Regions from separate parts of the Mus musculus genome. Here all the other regions are linked to region 1. The links are chromatin contacts, called in public HiChIP or PLAC-seq and Micro-C maps. All regions are on one chromosome and are shown on one strand. The core of a region is the stretch at or near the end of the contact, and the rest is flanking DNA. Distances in the headings are between cores, read along the strand shown.

Region 1 (2,863 bases), core at 54-2,553:
GCTTGTGCTTGTGAAGGGGTGCCTAAACCCGAGAGGAGGCAGGGCGGACGAGGAACCCTTGATTGTGCGCCTAGACAAGCGGGGGTGAGAGGCTGAACTGACTCCACGCGTGGTCGCGAGCAGGGCAGCGATCACTCACTTGGAGAACCCTGACCAGCACTTGTGCATTCCGGCTCAGGCAAGGAGCGCACGCACGCCACGGCCGCCGCTTTCACACGGCCCCCGAGGAATTGCGGGGGTGGGGGCGTAAGGAGACGAGCGGCAGACACGTTTCTTTCTCTCCCGGGAGCTGGGAAGAAGGCCAGCCCCGTGTGCCACACGTCAGGCTTTTGCACTGCAGCTTGCTGGTGAGCAGGGCCGCGCACGATTCGGATCGTGTCAACAGTTCTTCCCGTGCTGACTTGGCTAGGAGCATGGCTGCAGCAGCAGAGGTACGCTTTGCGAACCCCCTCCCCCAAAGGAAAAGTTCCTAACTGGCCAGCAAAGTTCTGGGCTGTCCGGCATCTTTGGAGAAAACGGAGACAGTACATGCCAGGCTGGCCGGCTTGGAAACGAAGTTCTGGGTGCAGGGCGAGCCCAGCTCTGGGGTCCCTTGGTACTTCGCACGGGCCAGGCGTGACGAAGTGCGCCCTGCTCCGGGCCCGGGACTCTGGCTGGAGCTGGCAGCAGCGTCAGGCACAGCCTCGGTTCCCCTCAGCCCCGGGGAAGGCTAGCAACAAGTCTTGCCTCAGCCATTTCATCACCCTGCTAGCACGTGCCGATCCCCGGCTCTCGCAGCCCGAGCCAGACCTCGCTTCGCCTCGCTCTTCCCTCTGCACGTCCCGAGCCACGGAGAGTTTGTGCCGCCCGGGGTGAGCTCGGGTCGCCGGCTTGGGGCTAAAGGCACCCGGCGCGCCGCGAGCATGCACCCTGTTCTCCCCCGGCAGCTCTGGGCTGCAGGGCGCACGCGTTTACCTGTGTTCTGCAGGGACAGACGGCCTTTCTGCTGCGAGCTCCTGTCTTGGGGACCTTCCGGAGGGTTCGTGGAGTCCGTCCCCTGCGCCGGGTCCAAGGTGGCAAACACCAAAGCCAGGGTCACAAACTGGCCCAGCCGCTCCGCACACATGGTTCTGGGTATCACCCTCCCGCCTGGAGACCTGGATTCTTTGTGCGCCCCTCCTCCTCCTCTTCCTCCTCCGCCGCTTCCCCCTCCTCCCACTCTTCCTCCTCGCTGGCCCCTTCCCTCCTCCTCGCCGCGGCTCGGATAGAGGTTACCCAGCGCCCTCCCGTAGCTCTCTGGAGAGCATGTGACCAGGCCGTTAGCCGCGCCGCGAGTGCCCGGCGATAGCAGGGATGGTGCCTCAAATATCCCTGGAAGCTCTGGTGTCACTTGAATGAAGGAGTCGAGCAGGTGTTGTCCCGGAGGCTGGACCAATCGGAGACCCCGGCCCGTTTGACAACACAGCGGGAGGCGGGGCCTGCGCCAACTTCTACGGGAGGAAGCGGAGCGCCTCCGCGATCGCCCCACAAAGTTGCAGACCTGGCGGCGGCCACGCGTTTGCGTGGTGTGTGTGTGTGTGTGTGTGTGTGTGTGTGTGTGTGTGTGTGTGTGTGTGTGTGTGTGTGTGTGTGTGTGTGTGTGTGTGTGTGTGTGCGAGACGCGTGCGCGTGTGCTCCGGGGCAATGGCACGCGTTTGCGTGGTGTGTGTGTGTGTGTGTGTGTGTGTGTGTGTGTGTGTGTGTGTGTGTGTGCGAGACGCGTGCGCGTGTGCTCCGGGGCAATGGCCGAATGGACTGAGGGGGAAAAATTAAAGCGGATGCCAACTCTACTTGCAACTAAAAACTAAAAAAAGGGGGGTGGGGGGCAGGAGAAGTCGGTCTTCACAGGGACAGAGTCCCCAGGGTTCATATCCAGCTGGGAAAGTTTCCTCTTTGGAACACAGTCACATTCTCAGCCAGGAGACCTGAACAGATTAGGACAGATACCTGGTCACAGAGATGGTGCGAGCAAATTGAACTCTGGTGGGAATTCCTAAGCGTCCTGACGCTTGTTTTGTTTTTTGGGTTTTTTGGTTTTTGTTTTATTTAAAGGCGCTTGAGGACAGGCGTGGAAGCTGCTGGCCTGATTGACTTACCCACTTTCTGCCTGAATTTGATGGGTCCAATAACACCTGGGGCGTCTCGTCTCGCTCCTCCTCCAGTCCAGACGGATTCCTGTCTGGGCTTCAGGGATCCAAGTGACAATTCATTTCACCAGGTGAAAATTCATTTGCATCATTTCCTGGCTGGTGGCCTGGAGGCCCAGGCAGCCTTGGGTCAGGCGGCCACAGACCATCGCGTGCCCAAGAGGCCAGAGCTTGACAGGCAACTTTAGGCGTCTCCAAATACAGTCTTCAATTTTCTCCAAATGCCACTCGGCCCACTTACGGGTTTTGTTTGTTTGTTTGTTTGTTCTACTCTGCAGTCCTCTGATGTAAAATTAAAGCACCCCACCCCCCAAATCTTGGGACCTTCTATTTTTTTCTCCTCTTCTTGGAGCCCCCTCCTTAAGCACCCTGAGAATCAGATCGCCTTCAGCTGCAATCTCCGCTGCTGGAGGAAGCGGGGAGAAAGTTGGGCGCTGCCGGGAGCGTCTTTCCTCCCTGCTGTGTGTGTACGTGTGCACGCTCACGTCTCCCTCGCGCTGGGCCCGGGACAGGAACTGCTGCTCTTGGCCTCATAAACCCGAAGGAGTAATTCGGGGGGCCAGCTTGATTGGGGGAGGGTGGAGAGGCGAGCGTTGCCACCTAGCGCCACATGGCACTCGTCCGGTATTGGCACTCCTTGCCCCTCCCCCGCAGTCCCCACCCTAGTCTTGGAGAACAGGTGAGCCTGGGTACCAACT
Region 2 (2,862 bases), core at 16-2,515, 450 kb after region 1:
AGGTGACTATTGCATGAGCTTCCTGCAAGTGACAATCATTTCTTAGTTACCTTGTTAGCCCTGGTGCCCAGATAGGGCGTGGCATGGTTTAGGAGTCCAGTCTGGAATGGAGGATACAATAAATGGATGCAGGAATCCTCCTGATAGCAGGAGCAGAGCTTTGGGTTTTCAAGACTGAGCTGTCAGCTTTCAGTAGAGCTGAAGATGAGTTGGAACTGCAAGGACGAACATGGGCGAACTACATGGGCGAACAGCTACCACTTGCATTCTAGAATCATACGGCCTTGTGTGGTTTTGAGACAGTCTTCCAGCTCTGTGGCTAGCCCCACTTGGGTACCTCTTCCAGAGTGTGGCTTTCGTGGAACCCATTGTCATTAGTGGGGGCTGCTGCTTGTACGGAATGGGGGTTGCAATATTCCTGCCTTTGTGCCTGAAGGCCACAGTCTTCTTTCTCTCCACCAAGGCTCGTCACACACTGCTGGCCTCACCCCAGCATCTGACCCAATTAATCTGGGATACGGCTAGGGAGAGTCATAGAGCAGATTATACTTGGTAAAAGGTGGGGAGGAGGAAAAGCAAAGAGAATTACAACAAAATCCCCAACTGAAATTCAACTACTTGGAGGTTCTAGCACAAAGCATACTAAGGCTTTATGCTACAGGTAAACAGGTCCAGAAAGCCCCCTTGTTTTCCACCCATCCCATGAGGACAGCTAAACACGGTATTGCTGAACAAAGCATTATCTAGCTTTAGCTTCAGAAAATGAGACCAAATTTTCCAACAAAATTGCCTTGATGAGGCTTCTGAATGCCCTTTCCTTAAGGTAGGAAAGTTTGAAAGAGAGATGGAAAACCGGACACCTGTTTTGTTACCCCAACTGGAAATAGGCTCAGCTATTTCCCCCAGGGTAGCATATGAATATTCTCACCTCCCACATTTGCTAAAACCCAAGAACTTTATTCTAGTTTTTAAAAAAATTATTACTATTATTTGAGTTTTTGAGATACTTACTGCGTAGCCCTGGGTAGCCTTGAACTCAGGGATCCCCCAGCCTCTGCCTCTGAGTGCTCAGCCCTCACAGCCTTGTTGTAAAGGTGCAGTACCCAGCACTGTAGTCAGAAAAGTGGCCAGACAAATGGAGCTAGCCCCTGAGAGTGAAAACACCAGTTTGCCAAACCCTAAACACAGAAACAAGTGGGGATTGGGGGAGTTTCTATCAGCCCGGCTCAAGAGCCAGGCTAACTCAGCAGCGAGGTCGCACTCCCTGCCCTGGAAAAATCAGAGCAGGGCACGTGACTGTGGGTAGCCAGGGAGACGGTTTTGAGCATTTTCCATTCGTGAACACAGATATGCCTCAAGCAGTACATGTGTCCCTCAAAATCTATGTTGAATCCCTGGCCTGGGTGTTCCACCCCTGATCTCCCGAGGGCAGAGGGTGAAGCCCTGCATAGCAGGTGAATATGGCACGTGGCTGCTCCATTCTCATAGTTTCACAATTTTCACATTTTGCTCAGTTTGCGTGAGATGTTCCAATGACAGATGACTAAGCCAAAAAACCGCTGTGGTTACCATGGCATCCTGCCATCCAACACAGCTGTGGAGCCACCCAGATTTGAAAGGAGTGTCCCGGGGGTCGGTCCCAGCTCTCAGATAGGTGTCTACAGAGGTCATCTGGCTCACTGTGCTGGGCGTGACTTGGCATCTGCTGAGCAAACACACGGCATCTTCCTGGGAGGCCACCTTGACACACTTTGGCCCAACCTGTTCTCCTGAAGCTGGGGTTTTGTAAGAGGCCAAATTCCAGGCTGGGGCAGAATAAACAAGAGTACATGGCTAATGATTGTTGAGTTTGCCTGGAACACAACTGACTGCACATTTCAGAGGAGACTTTCCGACCCCACCTGACCTATGCCTACTAAACAGTAGTGAAGCTATGAACAACCAGGGGCTTCCAGGTCCCCATGGTGTCTGCTGGTGATTTCTCTCTGTCCTTTGAAGAGTAATAGAGACATACCTGTTATCAATTTGGAGTTCTCTGTCTTAATCTGCTTAACAAGTAAATAATATTTTTCTGCTTAAAACCTTACACCCATCTATCACTTCACAGTCTTCAAAAAGATTCCCAATTCTACCCTGGTTTCAGTTTTGGGAGAGTGGGAATGGTAGTCCAAGCTCAGAGAGGGCCCAAGGACACACAGCCAGGAGATGTCTGGGTCAGAAGTTGAGATTTTTTTTACAAGCAAGTCAGGCAAAAACAGTGCTTATATTTGGTCTTTTGGCTTGGGAGATAAACTTCCTCTCTTGGTAGAGATGCTGGGTCTAGAGTTGGAGGGTATGGGAGGGAACCAATGTATTTCCACCTCGGAGGTAGCTCAGAATATTGCCTCCACCTTCTGTTTAAATATAGCCACAGCCCTCCAATTGCAGTATCTATTTACCCTCTTTGGGGTTCTGGAGACCTCATACTTCTTAAGCATACACGCACCAGTGAGCCCCATGCTCAGCCCCCCGAGAAGTCAGAGAAAGCAGCCAGCGGTTAGACAGTTGTTTCTGGCCTGCTACCATCCTGCTGTCTAGATCTGAGCTTTCTAACCACTTACGACTTTGCACTTGAGAGTCTTCAAAACACACACACACACACACACACACACACACACACACACACACACACTCATGTACACATAAACACATATTTTAGGTTTGTTTTTTTATGTGTATGAGCGTTTTGTATGCATGTATGCATACTGTTTGTATGCCTGGTGTCCTCAGAAGCCAGCAGGAGTCAGATATCCTGAAACTGGAGTTATGAATGGCTTTGAATTATCATGTGACTGCTGGGAATTGAAACTGGGGCCCCTGGAA
Region 3 (2,760 bases), core at 187-2,686, 380 kb before region 1:
TGTTGATGTAAATAAACATTGGCCTCTGTTTGGGTTCCACCAGGCCAGGAAAGTCTACCTTAATTCTAAATTGACAAACTGTAGTTAGAATGGTTCTACCTCAGATGCTCTTCCTGATTTAAAGCCTGTATCTTTTGAGCAGGTACACACTGTGATCTTTCCCTTTCCTAAAATCTCTTCTGATACTTGGTTTCCAGTATTTCAGAATATTATGCTTTAGAGTATTTTTTAAAAATGGTGCTGGGAATTGAACTCGGGCAGGGCCTTGCATGCACTAGGTAAGAACTCTACTACTAAGCTATATTCCCAGACTTGTTTCTGAGCTTGAGGTCCAGGCCAGTATTGAACTTGTGATATTCTTTTGGATTACAATTTTGTACCAGCAGACTAGGCTAATTTTAAGAGTATGTTGGAGAACACAGGAACATTCAAAACCAAAGGTTAGATATTAACCAAACAAGTTACTAGTTCATACTTGTTTAACTTTTTTTTTCCACAGATTTTTTTTTTTTTTTTTTTTTTTTTTTTGTAGCCAAGGCAAATAGTGAGCTGCTTCTAACACTCTGAACCCCTGGAGAGCTGAATGCTTTATATGACCGAACTGAAAAACAGATCCAATGATTTGTATTTACATTAATAATTCAAGAGAACTATGGAGAAGGAACATTCAAATAATGGAGATTTTCAATTCATTACTCAGAACGAACTGCAAACCTCACATAACTTTGCTTATACCTCTCAATCAAAAAATCACCATGGGCATAAAAATTGGAATGACTGGAAACTAGTTCTTTCATGATCTTAGGCATTTTAAAACTAAAACATTGGAAACATAAATTGGAAATTTACAGGCACATATAAATTCAGACCAGTAAAAACCTGGCATAATATAGACATATCAACGAATTTACACACTGACCATGTGGTGACATGAAAATTCAACTTTATTATTTTGTGGGGTGGCAGAGGTTGCCAAGATAAGGGTGCTGTCCTGGCCACTTCAGCCTTGGGCGAGCTCCCTGTGCCCGTGCTTTCTGCTTTAGAAACTAATTACTGGCTTCTGAAGCGGCCTAAGGATATCCACTTCTTGAGAGAGGCAAGGGCAGGTGGCCAATGAAGTTGAGAGCTTTATCCTGTTCCAGTGCTCTGCTGGGTAGGTGGGCATGAGGCGCTGGCTCCTTACCTTGCCTGGGACCCCGCGGTGGTCCGTGCTACCTTGCCAGAAGCGCCGACTGTAGTTTGTGATGTAACCAACCAGCTTGTCCTGGTAGGGGAAGTCCACCTTCCAGATGAGGGACCCATAACCAAACACCCACATCTTTCTGGACCCTGACCGGCACTCGGACTTCAGAACGAGACTGCTACCGAGGGGAGTAACCGGCTGCTGGGGCAGTGCCAGGCGCTCTGGCTTCGCCTGATGTGCGGCGCAAAGCACACTGGGTTTTCAGAGCTTCTATGGTGCGGGAGGGGTGGGGGTAGGGAATGGGAGGCAGGGGACTACATTACCCACAATTCTTTAGAGTTTTACGACTCTCGAGTTGGAGCAGCACCCCTCCCACCTTTTTTTCTAGTGAGAATTGAAAGAGGAGAAAAGGCAGGACTCCTGTCTTATAGGGCACCACAATTAGCACGTAGTCATTTTGTTGTGCTTTGAAAATTGGCTAGCTGCCCACATCAAACAGCAGCCAGAGTGGCAGATCCCGGAAGTATAATATCTGTATGACCAAGTCCTGTGTCCTTTGCTTTTAAATAGAAGCAAAACAGTAGTTTTATGTGTGTGAAAAAGCAACTGGATTCTAATGGAAGTTGCTTATCAGATTGGGGGGAGGGGGGGAAGAACGGGACTGTTTAAGCATGATGAAGGAGAGAGGTTTTTATACAGTAAGAGACATCTGGAACAGTTCACAGTGGGCAGGACCAAACTGAGCTGTGCCATGTGAGAAGAGGGAGGGAAAGAAAGATGAGAGAGAGGGACTAGGTGCAGCAGCCTGGAGGCTCAAAAGGGATTTGGTTGGATTATATAGGAAAGGGCTGCTGCTAGAAGGTCAGCCCAGCCCTAGGGATGGAAAAGTTTAGAGTAGGGGTTGGGGTATGCCAGCAGGAGGGTCCTGAAATAGATCAGGACCGAAGGATGCAGGAAGAACTTGGCAGTCAGTGCCTATTATGATGTTAAGTAGGCACCTCAGCCATTTTTCTCACTTTTGAAACCTACCACTTATTTAAACTTCAAAGAACAGTTTGTTCAGTCTTAATCTCGGAGGCTCAGAGACGAGCAGGTGCACTCTCCCATTACATTACTTCACCAGTGGCTTTTACAGTGCTGCTTATAGAATCCTTTTCTTTTCTCAGGTGAATGGCTGCTGTTTTGTTTAATAAGAAACTTTGAGGATAATGAATATTCTTTACTGAACACTTAATTTGGATGGTTGAGGAGAATTCTTATATTTAGTTTAAAATGTATTGTTTTTCCTGGATTTCCTTCTTAACTCTTAAGTATTTTCATTGCCTCCCCATCAGACAGTTCTATTCTTGCAGAACTATGGCAGGACACCTTAAATTTTAGATAAAAACACTAGTGGGAAAATATGTAGAACCACTGTTGACTATTGGGAAACATATTTTCTTAGTCTTCCTTTGGGTTGTGTTCTTTGTATTCTTAAGATTATAATATTTTATGTATTTGAATTTCTCAAAAATTGAAAATTAAGTGATATATATACACTCCCTCCCCCCAAAAAGAACAGAGCTTTGTTTTTTGTC
Region 4 (2,786 bases), core at 276-2,775, 480 kb before region 1:
GCTTTTCTTATATTGGAGCATCCAAGGAATATTTAAGCCAGGAGCTCCTAATGATGGTTGTTTGCCATCCTGCCCAGTGAATGTGGACATTTTATTGGCCTTGATGTGCACTTTCCCAGAATGCTCCTTATTTTGCATGCCATCCATAAGATTGTGCTGGAAAGCTGGGTTTATTGCCTGTTCACGTGCTAGCATATTGTTAGCCATGATTAACTTTTACAGACTTTGCCTTTTGCATTATTGGTATGCCACTGTTTTTATCCAGTATCCTTGCTGCCATATTTTGTGCATGTTATTATTTTGTGTTGCCTTATAACCCCACAAACATTGGTGGAGCCTTTGTCTTTCTCAGTATGAGGTTGGTTTCTCTCAGGTGTATGTACTACTGATGGCTACTAGTAGTTCAGCCTGAACATTTTGTTATCGTTTATGTCCAAATGGAAATTATACAGGCAGTATTTAATGTATTTGGAGAGACATATAATTTGGGTCAGAATTCCCACTCTTAACTGCTAATTCGTGTTTTTTTTCTTCAAATGTTTCTAGGGCCCAGTGTTACCTTTACCAACAACATCTTAGAACCAGTATATTGCCAAGTGTCTGGGGAGTAGAACATGATTTATGTGAAAATTAGTTGGGGGTTTTTCTTGAGCATTTTTTTTCCTAAACATAGTTCGGATTTCACAAATCCCTTCAACATGTTTCTTAGTAAAAAATGGGAAAATTAATAGAATTGTATTAGTATTATTATATTTTATACTTAATTACATTAAGTATAAAGGAAACTTAACAGAAAACGGAAAGGGGTTGTAGTGGCAATGGTGCCACGAAATATTTCACCTGGATGGAATCAAAGTCTTTGATTTCTAACCAAAAAAAAAAAGGGGGGGGACATTTGAATAGCATTCTCTATTTCTTAAGTATTGGATGAGATTAGAAAAGTAGAAGATCATAATTAACCAGGTTAAAATCCTGAAGGAGTTAACAGGGTATGTTTGCCCATAACAACATACTTAGGAATGTTTCTTATATAAGCTAAAGTGGGTTTGTTGTTTTAGACATATTGACTTTGGGAGATGAGAAGCAACGCTCTAATGGTTTATGCTGGTGTTTTAAACAGGACTAGCTGAATTACACTATTGCTTCTCAAGATTTTTACACCCAACACGGTATTTAATAGTACCTGTTTGTTTGTTTTTTTAACTTTGCATCAACCACGTACTTACTATGACCTAAGACACATATGTGTGTTGAAATTGGTTCGATTCAATTTGTCATAATGACTTTAATTATTAAACTGGAACTGACAGCCTAGTTAGAAAGCCAAGGAGATCAGCTTGAAGGCTCTCCGCAGGCACTCTCAGCTGTCTCCTCCTGCCTGGCATCTCTGGTTTTCATTTTTTCCTTGCTGTGTATCAGCGGTCAGTGGCCAATTCACAGGCAGCCCTGGCATATCGGAGCGCACTCCCACTAGGCTGAGGCGGGCAGGCAGGGAGGGTGCCGAGCAGGCGGGGCGGCCACGGTCAGAGGGAGGGGCCGCGCCCCGGGTTCGGTGACTGCGCCGCGCGCCCGGCTCGCCTAGGCTCCCGGGATGCGCGGAGGCGGCAGCGATGGCGATGATGACTCTAGCCCGGCAGCTTCCAGGCCACCGGGCACAGATAGGGTCACTACTGCGACACGGAGGAGGAAGGGCGGCGCTGAGGCCAGCTGGTAGGTGAGAGGCCGCAAGCCCAGACCGGGAGGATCACACCAGGGTTGTGAGGCGAGCGGGAGCGGGGAGAAGGCTAAGCTTGGCCTGGCCTGGTAGGTTGCGCACCTGTGTTCCTGTGCAGCCTTGCTGTAAGCTCTACACAGACCACAACCCACTGCCTGCATCCAGGCGGAGTCCAAGCATCCCTGGACTAGCCTAGGCCTGTGTTTCCTCCAGTTCTAGGGAGCCCCCTACCCGTTACCAATCACAGTTGGGGATAAACCTGCAATCTCCTACTCCTTTAGTCAATAGTACGATAGTACGCAGTGCTCCACAGACTCCTTATCCCTCCACCAGAGACCCAGATCTTTCCCACCCCATCAGCTATTAGCCTCAATGGATAGATAGTTCAGGTGATTAGAAACAATGGGAGGTTTGAAATATCTCACTGACCTTGGGCAAGTTATTTAGCCTCCCCGTGCTTTTCTAGATCCATTCAAATTAGTGGGAATGGGACAGAACTTAGTTTTGTGTGAGGGCTGTGGAAAAAAAAAAAAAAAAAAAAAAAAAGCCTTCCATGAAGAAATTCGGCATTTATTTGGGGTTGGAATACAATGAAATAATCAAGGTCATGAGTTAACTTGTAAGTGTCCTAACGTTTGCTTCAAAAATTAATAATCTCTGTGAGCTCCTAGGGATCCGGGTTAGTTGATTCTGTTGGTCTTGCCCTTCAGCTCCCTCAGTCCGTCAACTTTTAGAATGGGAATAAAACAAACAAACAAACAGCACAGTATTAGAGACCCATCGCCCCTCCCCCCTCCCGCCTTCTCTTCCCCCTGTCCCTCCCTACACCTACTCATGACCCCCTCCCTCCTTCCCTCAGGCTGGCTTTCAAGTAGGTGATACTGCCTTTATGCTCTTGAGAGACTGAGATTACAGGCTACCACATCCAGCTTTTCACATATTTTTTTGTTTATTTGTTTTGCAACAGAGTGTCACTATGTAGCCTTAGCTGGCCTGGAGCTTACTGTGTAGATCAGGCTGGCCTCCAACTCAGAAATCTGCCTCCTTCTGCCTCATGAACACTGAGATTAAA

The links. A called contact is a pair of places that touch in the nucleus more often than the background predicts. HiChIP or PLAC-seq counts read pairs in DNA pulled down with a chosen protein or histone mark.
Region 2: a contact with region 1 is called in a Micro-C map of embryonic stem cells, with 1.7 times the contacts expected there. The contact joins the promoter of D630024D03Rik here to the promoter of Stc2 in region 1. A contact is called at or near these places in 3 of 39 promoter capture datasets (embryonic stem cells and stem cell-derived epiblast-like cells) and 1 of 484 Hi-C or Micro-C datasets (embryonic stem cells).
Region 3: an HNF4G HiChIP or PLAC-seq map of pancreatic cancer cells shows a contact between it and region 1. The contact joins the promoter of Chac2 here to the promoter of Stc2 in region 1. A contact is called at or near these places in 4 of 39 promoter capture datasets (the SN4741 cell line, embryonic stem cells and neural stem cells), 7 of 484 Hi-C or Micro-C datasets (the AML12 cell line, cardiomyocytes, cerebral cortex and 3 more), 8 of 115 datasets of contacts at active chromatin or transcription factors (astrocytes, embryonic stem cells, pancreatic cancer cells and 1 more) and 1 of 9 other capture datasets (embryonic stem cells).
Region 4: a contact with region 1 is called in a Micro-C map of embryonic stem cells, with 5 times the contacts expected there. The contact joins the promoter of Gpr75 here to the promoter of Stc2 in region 1. A contact is called at or near these places in 6 of 39 promoter capture datasets (embryonic stem cells, stem cell-derived epiblast-like cells and trophoblast stem cells), 11 of 484 Hi-C or Micro-C datasets (embryonic stem cells and neural progenitor cells), 6 of 115 datasets of contacts at active chromatin or transcription factors (embryonic stem cells and stem cell-derived neural progenitor cells) and 1 of 9 other capture datasets (embryonic stem cells).

Annotation. Positions count from the first base shown.
Region 1 is chr11:31,368,758-31,371,620 of GRCm38.p6, forward strand. Stc2 (stanniocalcin 2) reads right to left here and starts at 1,304. Exons shown (of 4, transcript NM_011491.3): 1 at 955-1,304. The coding sequence starts at 1,105.
Region 2 is chr11:31,823,282-31,826,143 of GRCm38.p6, forward strand. It overlaps D630024D03Rik (RIKEN cDNA D630024D03 gene), which reads right to left and starts at 1,266. Exons shown (of 4, transcript NR_102314.1): 1 at 1,012-1,266.
Region 3 is chr11:30,984,929-30,987,688 of GRCm38.p6, forward strand. Chac2 (ChaC, cation transport regulator 2) reads right to left here and starts at 1,437. Exons shown (of 3, transcript NM_026527.3): 1 at 1,184-1,437. The coding sequence starts at 1,318. All of the region lies in intron 1 of Asb3 (ankyrin repeat and SOCS box-containing 3), which reads left to right.
Region 4 is chr11:30,883,833-30,886,618 of GRCm38.p6, forward strand. It overlaps Gpr75 (G protein-coupled receptor 75), which reads left to right and starts at 1,526. Exons shown (of 2, transcript NM_175490.4): 1 at 1,526-1,710. It also overlaps a transcript of Erlec1 not described here.